Regions from separate parts of the Mus musculus genome. Here region 2 is linked to region 1. Evidence: chromatin contacts called from public Hi-C data. All regions are on one chromosome and are shown on one strand. Each heading gives the region's core, a stretch centred on a gene start, on an enhancer-like site or on the middle of the called end of the contact. The rest is flanking DNA. Distances are from core to core; before and after follow the strand shown.

Evidence for each region. Hi-C and Micro-C count contacts between places; a contact is called where the count stands out from the background.
Region 2: a contact with region 1 is called in a Hi-C map of regulatory T cells, with 3 times the contacts expected there. The contact joins two enhancer-like sites. A contact is called at or near these places in 1 of 484 Hi-C or Micro-C datasets (regulatory T cells), 4 of 115 datasets of contacts at active chromatin or transcription factors (craniofacial prominence, embryonic stem cells and stem cell-derived neural progenitor cells) and 3 of 9 other capture datasets (adipose tissue, embryonic stem cells and liver).

Annotation. Positions count from the first base shown.
Region 1 is chr11:87,963,847-87,968,366 of GRCm38.p6, forward strand. No RefSeq gene overlaps it. Among named protein-coding and RNA genes, the nearest start is that of Dynll2, 21 kb to the right of the region's middle. RefSeq lists an enhancer at 1,715-2,759. Within about 2 kb of position 2,450, at least 82 of the 459 cell types and tissues checked have an H3K27ac peak or open chromatin away from gene starts, as enhancers often do. A contact at or near this core is called in regulatory T cells, where this site is marked.
Region 2 is chr11:88,144,154-88,148,809 of GRCm38.p6, forward strand. All of the region lies in intron 1 of Cuedc1 (CUE domain containing 1), which reads left to right. Among named protein-coding and RNA genes, the nearest start is that of Cuedc1, 47 kb to the left of the region's middle. Within about 2 kb of position 1,703, at least 96 of the 459 cell types and tissues checked have an H3K27ac peak or open chromatin away from gene starts, as enhancers often do. A contact at or near this core is called in regulatory T cells, where this site is marked.

The DNA.
Region 1 (4,520 bases), core at 1,200-3,699:
CCAAAGTCCACATTCCTCCAAACAAACGCACTATCAAGCCTATCACAGCAATACCTCACTTCTAGAACCAATTTCTGCCTTTAAAAAAAAAAAAGATTTATTTATTTATTTATTTTACGTATGTGAGTACACTGTAGCTGTCTTCAGACAACACCAGAAGAGGACATCAGATCCCATTACAGATGGTTGTGAGCCACCATGTGGTTGCTGGGGATTGAACTCAGGACCTCTGGAAGAGCAGTCAGTGCTCTCAACCGCTGAGCCACCTCTCCAGCTCCTGAATTTCTGTCTTTTATTAGGTTTTATTGCTGTGATATTGCATAACCAGGGTAACTCTTATAAAATGAACCATGCCGTACACCTTTAATCCCAGCACTTGGGAGGCAGAGGCAGGCAGATTTCTGAGTTCAAGGCCAGCCTGGTCTACAGAGTGAGTTCCAGGATAGCCAGGGCTACACAGAGAAACCCTGTCTCAAAAAAAAAAAAAAAAAAAAAAAAAAAAAAAACACAAAATAAATAAATAAATAAATAAATAAATAAATAAATAAATAAAATGAACCTTTATATTGAAGTTGGTTTACAGTTTCAGAGGTCCAGTCCATTGTCACCATGGTGGGAAGCATGGCAGCGTGCAGGCAGGCATGGTGCTAGAGAGGTACCTGAGAGTTCTACATCTTAATCCATAGGCAGCAGAAGTGAATGCCACACTAAGCCTAGCATGAGTATCTAAGACTTCAAAGCCTGCCCCAACAGTGACACACTTCCTCCAACAAGGCCACACCTTCTAATAGTGCTAGCCCCTATGGGCAAGCATTCAAACACGTATTCAAACCACCACAGCTGAAGGGAGTCTCTGTGGCCTGCTCTAGGACAAAAATATCACATAGACAAAAGACCTGTCTTCTCTCCCAAAGCTTTAGTGACAATGCCACAGTCTCTAGACCTTAACTGGAGACCACAGCATGGATAGACAGTGACAGAGACAAAGCACCTCACAGCTTATCTGAAGGAGGAGCAGGACTCTGCCTTGTGGAGAGCTGGCTGGTGGCTTCCCACTGTCTCTGTCTCCGCTCTCCCTGGGAAGCCGTCTTATAGTTAGTTACTGATGGAGCCCATCTCCCTGAACCAGCTAGACACAAGGCAAAAGGAGGTGCCTTTGAGGATAGGGACCGAAGGGACAGTCTAAAGACACTCATCTCCCAAAGTGCCTGAACTTTCTGCTGTCCAAGGTCATCCTTCGATCTAAGATTTCAGGCCCCCAGATTCCTGAAACTCTCATTTACTTTGTCTTTCTGTTTGTTTTTCTTTGGAGTCTTTTGAGACAGGATCTCCCTGTCTTGGTACGTACGTAGCACTGCTGGCCTGGAACTCACTATGTAGACCAGGCTGCCCTTGACCTCTGCAGGAAAGCTGCAATCCTGGGCTGTGGATCACTTACACTGTCTCTCTGGGCTCCTCACTGGACCCCAGCTGGGCCTGCTTGCTCTAGATGTTTTGAGTCAAACAAAACTACAAAATAGTGATCAGGCAACGCATGGACACTCGAGAGAGGGTGGGAGGGGCCACGATAGATCAGGATTGGAGACAGAGGCAGCTCATTAGCCACACTCAGAAGAGAAAAACAGTGTGGCTTTAATCTCTTGATTAAATTAGGGAGGAAATGGGTCTGGGTGGTGAGAAATCACATGGGGAAGTGGGTTAAGTGAGATGATACAGAGCTGTGTGCCAGGAAATGAGAGAAAGGAAACAGACAGACAGAGACTGAGACAGAGGCAGAGAGAGAGAGAAACTGGGAGGGAGACAGAGAGAGGCCCTGCAGAAGCCCATGGGAAAGAGAGCAGTTTAGTCAAACATGACAAATTCTATATGAGGAGTTGGAGGGGACACCAGGGAGCCATTGAGGCTTCTGGAACTATCCAGGCACAGAGAGGGAGGATTGCCTGACTTATCACCTGAGGCACAGGCTAGCTGGAGACACAGATGATCAGCACCTGGTTCTCTACACAAAATGCCTCCCTTAGAGTGTCCCTGAGCCCCAAAGGCCCTAAGGGGAAGGAACCCCCAGGGACAGGGTCTTGTGTTTGCTTGGAGAGGCTGTGGGAGTGTTAGGAAGAATTCAAAGCTGTGGTAAGCATCCTGCAACGGGGACCACGGTAGGGAATGGTCTATTCCTGGTGCTGAATACATCTACCTGTAGTCAGAACTACACACACTGCACACCAAGTATGTGATACAACGGCTAGAGACGGGGCAGAGGCAGGAAGACCCTAGTTCAAAACCTGGCTCTGCCTCCCATTGTGAGCTCTTAATGTCTGTAAAGTATCAATGACAAGATCTATACCCTGGTTTGCTGCAAGGATTAAAATAATGATAATGTCTATAAAAGATAACTTGGCTGTACATCCCCGCCCCTTCCGGCATCTGTGCAGTCCCGCATGACTATGAGACTCCTCCCATCACAGAGGCTCCTCCCACCACCGTTGGTCTGTTTCTCATCCTGCCCTTGAGGTGGTGGCTTGCACTAGCAAAGAGTAAAATGTTTCTAGAACAGCCTTGAAGAACGATGACAGCTGGCTTCTTAGGAGTGCGTGCTCCTAGAAGCAAGCCCAGGCTGGTCCGCCAGCTGATGAGAGACACGTGGCCCAGTTACCTAGGCCGCTCCAATCAACAGCCAGCAAACTCAGCAGTCTGCAGACTGGTGCCTCCCCAGCAGACCTCCCTCGCCTCAGGCCAACCTCAGAAACAGAGGGAACAGCTGCTGGTGTAAGGTATACGGTAAGATCCCGTTGATAGGTTCAGACTTCCACACAAGATGAAGAGTCGCCAACAGCCTTATCTTCTTGTCGAGCAATCAAAATAACAAGGCAAGAATCTGGGCACTGCGGGGAAGGCTAACGGATGACCACAACTGAGAGACAGGAAAATAAACAATGAGAGTCCCACCGTCCTGCCTAGGTGCGGATGAGGGGCAGCTAAGGAAGCCAAGGATTACTGAGCTCTGGAGAGTTAAACAGAGGCCAGAGGACCAACCAAGGTGGCCAACTGCTGGAGAGCTGAGTGCCACGTAGAGAGCAAGCCCCAGAGGTGTGCAGGGCCTCCGCTCTGGTATTCAACAGGACATTGATCAGTACATGTGTGTAACAAAACTATCTGACGCCCGAGAAAGGCGAGAGAGCCATAGCCACGTATTTCCTGCCTAGAGCCAGAAATAAGAGTGAGGGTGAGTATCCTTCCAAGCCTGCCTAATGAAAGCAAGGCCTGGAAGGACCAGACTGTTACCAGATAAGTGAGTAAGGGGGGACCTGAGTTCACTCCTCAGGATCCACGTTAATAAAAAATGGGACATGGTGACTTGGGTTTGTAACCCCAGCACCAGGCAAACCTCGTCAGGAGAGCTCCAGGCCAGTGAAAGATCTTGTCTCAAAAATCACAGTGGACGGACCGTAGAGATGGCTCAGTGGTTAAGAGCACTGACTGCTCTTCCAGAGGTCCTAAGTTCAATTCCCAGAAACCACATGGTGGCTCACAACCATCTGTGATGGGATCCAATGACCTCTTCTGGTGTATCTGAAGACAACTACAGTGTACTCCTATAAATAAAATAAGTACATCTTTTTAAAAAATCACAGTGGACGTTTCTTGAAGATAACCCCAGAGGTTAACCTCTGACCTCCACATGCACACACATAAAGTAAAAATACAGATGCAGTGCTCAGCAAATAACACATTCAATAAGTTACATTTCCACCCTTGCAAAAGCCTAGACAAAATGGCTTTTCCTAGCTGCACATCCGCTTAAGACTGTGGTTTAAAAGCCAAAACAGAGCGTTCAGGAGAGCATAATTTTCCAGGCTCTGGGAGTGGTTTTTAACACAAGAGTTCTGGTTCCAGCATGGCCTTGCCACCTGCGGCTCAGGTCAACCAAACCTCTCCGGCTCTGTGCTGCAGTATTCCTTCAGACCAGAAGATGGCGCTGCTTCTCCACGGGTATTCAAGTACATTCACGTTTTGAAGCTTGAGGGTTTGAGGGTTTGCATACCCAGGACAATGGTGCTTGCTAGGTAAAGCGAAACACAACGGAGGATGTGACCTCGTTTTCGAGAACCTTACATTGGAGTCATTACGAAATATGAAACTAGAACTTCTCCGGGTAGAAACGTCAGAAAGTGCTAGCTGCTGTAAAAACTTTCCTTCCAAAAGCCTAAGCTACTTTCCACAAGGCACACAGAGACCAAAACATTTTTTTTTTCAGGAGCTGGAGGGATGGCTCAGTGGTCAAGGCTGGCGGAGGATGAGAGTTCAGTTCTCAGCATTCACATAAGGCAATTCACGACCACCTGTAACTCCAGTTCCAATTCGGAAGTTTAGTCCATTATCATCATGACAGGCAGCATGCGGACAGACACGGTGCTGGAGGAGGAGGAGGAGGAGGAGGAGGAGGAGGAGGAGGAGGAGGAGGAGGAGGAGGAGGAGGAGGAGGAGGAGGAGGAGGACGAGGAGGAGGAGGAGGAGGAGGAGGA
Region 2 (4,656 bases), core at 453-2,952, 180 kb after region 1:
AGCCCGAAATCTAGTCCAGCATGAAATATGCAGATTTATTCGTCAGCTGGATTGACTTCCAGGGCTAAGCTGAGACCAGCTGGGGAGAAAAGGTGCTGTCCGAGGACTGTGCATTGACTCAAATGGAGAAGTTCTCAAGGAGGCTGGTTAAATGAGGGTGGTAATGGCTGGGGTGTAGACCACTGAAAGGTGATGATGAGGAGGAGAGGGGGGAGGAGGGGGAGGAGGAAGGAGGAGGAGGATAGAAGTGTACACGTGTGCTTTGCATGGATGGAAGAGGCTCAGTCACTCCCTCCCATTTCCTTCAGTCTCCCTCTCCCTTCCTCTTCTCTGGTCAAAATATAGGACAACATACAGAGTTTTAAACATAGAGTTTAACAGAGAGTTGTTAAAAACCTCTTTATCTTCATTTACTTCTTCTGATCATAGGTTCCTTGGGGTGTGTGTGTGTGTGTGTGTGTGTGTGTGTGTGTGTGTGTGTGTGTATGTGTGATCTTTCTTAAGCACATGCCCCACAGTCATCCTCCTGCCCCAACTTTCCACTTTCTCTTTTCTTCCTATTGCACTGGAAAAGGCAGAGCCATGCCCAGATGCTCCCAGGAGAGGGACAGTGGGGGACTCTTGATGGTCCTAAGACATGACCCCCACACCCGCCTACCTGCCTACCTAAGGCTAGCTGAGTCTCACACTTCCTCCGGGCTTCTGCTTCCCTCTGCCTAGGTGGAAGGTTCCCTAGGAGCCAGCCAAAGTTTTGATCTGAGGAGGCAGGGGTCACCAGCGGTGGAAAGACACAGATGACATCTTTTGGAGATGACTAGCCATAGTCCCCTGTCTGCTCTCATAATTGGGATGGATCACTTGCAGGTAGAGTAAATCGAGGCTTTGTCCAGGAGCTGGACCTGCCTCTGGGTTGCAGGGCTGCCTGATGGCCTGACATATGTGCTGTTCATCATGATAGCCGTTATCCACAGGAATGTCAGTGCAGTGTGAGGACCAGAGTTCTTAGACAATAAATGCTGCGAGGTAGGAATCCCAGAGCTTGGGAGGCAGAGACATGGAATCCCCAGAGTGCGTGTGCTGCCTGGGTAGATGCTGAACCAGCAAGCTGTGGGTGCCATTGAGAGAACTTACTGTAATATGTAAAGTGGAGAGTGTACACAGAAGCACGTGACATCAACCGTGGGCCTCCCCAGGCATGTGCACACATGTGAGCTTACACACACACACACACACACACACACACACACACACACACACACAGGAAAGCGAGCATGGCAGGAAGTGGTTTGTGCACTGAGGAAGTGCAGATATGATCTTATTTAGTTTAAATTTAAATAAAAATGTCTTATTGCCACACATGACTAGTGACTACCTTTTTGTGAAGGAAAGTTCTAGAAGTGGGTTTCTTAGAAGGCCATAGGGTCATGCCAGAAATCTTTCAAACCTGTTTGCCCTCCCCTTATGCACTCTTGCACATGCATGTATACACACGGGGGGCTTGTGCACACGCTCGAGATTACGCACACACAAGAACCAATGCTACCTGGCAACAGGATGCTCTAGATGCCATGTCATTGTATAAAAGTTCACTGTTGAAATCTTATCTCGAGTGAAGCAGAGCTACCATTGACCACAAGTGCCCCCACCTCCACCGGACTTCTTCTTGTCCTTGTGTGACAGAGATAAGCAAGCAGGAAACCATGCTCCAGCAAGTCTGCCTTGGGCAATCCCAGGCCTCAGAGCATGACATCCCATTCAGGCAAGCCCAGGCTCCCTTACACATCCCCTCTAGGAAAGGGGAACCAGCATCCATTTATGATCGGTGACGGGTGCACGTGTGTGCAGCCCAGCCATGAGAGTGCACAGCCCCACTGGCTGTTTGCTGCCATTTCTTATTGAGGATCCAAAGTTCTGGCCTTAAGTAAGAGAGATTTTGATCTTTTGCAAGACACTACCATGTTTTATAGACGTGTGCACGGGGTACAGATGAGCCCGCTTTTGATGGTTCTACCTTGGACTTTCCAAGTTCATGATGGAATGAATGTGTACCCGTGCAGCAGGTCTGTGTCTTACTTTCAGTGTGGCATTCAACACGTTACACGAGCTTGTCAACGATCAGTATAAAGCAGGCTTTGTGTCAGATTTCTGTGCCCAGCTGTAGGCTAACATAAGTATTCAGAGCTCATTCAAGGCATGTAGCGCTATGGTATCTGGAAGGTAGGTGTATGGAATGCGTTTATGACTGATGATATTTCCAGTCCACAGTGGGTTTCTCAGGATGAGGCTCCAGCAGCAAGGAGCATCTGTATTTACCAGATGGGTCTTTTCTCTTAGTTTCCACCCCCACTTTCCCACGCCTAGAGCCTGGAAGCATTCTGCCATCCTTGTCCTCTGAGTGAGTGGTCTGTGCCTACCACGGCAGCCTCTAGCTTGATGCCCCTGGTTCTCTCAGGCTAGGCTGTTGGCCCTTTACTTCCGACACCAGATTCTCCCTCCGTCCAAGGCTCCCAGATACATGCCTCCTTTTCTTGCACACAAACTTGAAATCTCCCAGGATATCACATCCCATCAATTTCAAATGTCCAGGAAGTAACCCTGCATGCACTTCTGTCTCCCCCCAGCCCAGTGGCATGTACGACTCTGCAGGCCATGGGAAGAGTCCTCATCAACAGGAGTGCCATTGTATCCCAGCCTACTCTGCGCAGATGGCGACAGAGCTCCTCTGTGCTAGCCAGGATTTCCTGTGTGCTGATTGCTGTCTGAATGTCCCAAGTAGTGCTCCCTTGTGTGCCTGCTTCCCAGTCCTCTAAAACCTACACCTCATTCTACCCAAGGATACAGGATGCACCTCTCTCTCTCTCTCTCTGTGTGTTTGTGTGTGTGCGCGCAAAATATATATAATATAACTGTCATCATTTAACCTTAAAAATTAAATTATATTGATTCAGTGTGTGTGTGTCCCCAAAAGTGTGTGGAGATCAGAGGACAACTTACGAGTCAGTTGTCTCCTTCTGTTATGTGGATCCTAAGATCAAATTCAAATAGACAGACTTGGCTATTTCCCAAGAATATGTAGTCCCCCCGAAACGTCACTCTGGGCCCTTGGTTGGTTGGTTGGTTGGTTGGTTGGTTGGTTGGTTGGGGCTGAGTTATGTCTCATGTAGCCTAGGCCGGCCTCCAACCTGCCATGCAGCTGAGGATGACCTAGAACCTCTGGCCCTCCTGCACACGTCCTGTGCACTGAGATGACAGGTGTGTATCATTACAGATGGTTTGAACAGTGCTGGGAATAAACCCAGGGCTTCATGCGTGTGGCACACTGAGTTACACCCCCAGCTCCGTAACCATTTTCTAAGGCCCAGCTCTATGGCATTTAGTGCATTCCCTCTGTTGTGCAATCATCACCGCTGTCCATTTATAGAACCTTATCATTATCCAGAGAGCTGTGCACAGTAGATAACTCCCCAGTCCCCGAGACCCGGAAAACCTCTGATCTTGCCTGTTTTGGGTGTCTCATGGGAGACAAACCATATACTGTGTGTCCTTCAGGTCTGGCTTATTTAATTTAACATATTTTCAAGGTTCATTCATATTATAGCATATATCAGAATCTCTCTCTAGTTGAGTAATGTTCCATTGTTGTTGTTGTTGTTGTTGTATGTGTGTGTGTGAGTGTGTGTGCTACCCTTTGCTTATTCATTTGATGGACACTTGAGTTATTTCAGCCTGTAGGCTATTACGGGCAGTGCTTCTATCTATATTGGGGTAATGACCTGTTTGTACTCCAGTTTCAACTCTTTTGTAAGGGTACTTATGAGCAGAATGACCGGACCACATGAGAATTCTGTTTTCCACTTTTTGAGGCTCTAGCAATCATTTTGGCACGCTGAACCTCTTTATATTCCTACTGATACTGCATTTAATATTTTAAAATCTTTTTAAACTATAGAAGTAACAGGAGGAGCCTGGTGTGATGGGGCACATCTGTGATCCCTGCTCTCACGCAGTGGAAGGAGGAGGGAGGATCAGTTCAAGGATCAGTTGAGGTTACCTTGGCTGCATGGCAAGTTTGAAGCCAGCCTGAGCTACCTGAGGATCTGTGTTAAAAATAAAACATCATGGCACATGCCTTCAATCCCAGCACTCAATCGAGGAAGAGGCAGGTGATCTCTTTGAGTCTGAGGCTAGGTCTACAAAGAGAGTTCCAGGACAGCCAGGGCTGTTATACAAAGAAACCCTGTCTCAAAACAGCAAACAAAAATTAATGAATAAACTAAAAATAAATCAAGGTGGCGGCCTTGTACCCCATCACCCGTTGCTTTTGTTAGTTGCTGCCACTGAGAGATAAGACGTGGGTGATTTCTCTGTTGGCACATGTTCTCCAGATTGCAGTCTATGTGGAGAATGCAGGGTCGGTTGAGCCTTGCACTGGAAGCCAGGATCCCAGAGCCACCTTCCCACAGTCTCAGCTTTTCCTAAATCACCCCCCACCCCCACCCCCATTGCTCTAATAAGCAGAACTGTGAGCTCCGTCTTGCTGGAGGGCCACCCACCTGGCCTGAGGAGGTTGACAGACAGGTCAGGCCACCTTCCCCTCTGGGAATACCAGGTTTCACTTCAGCAAGGAACTCAGCCAGAGTTTGTGTGTGTGTGTGT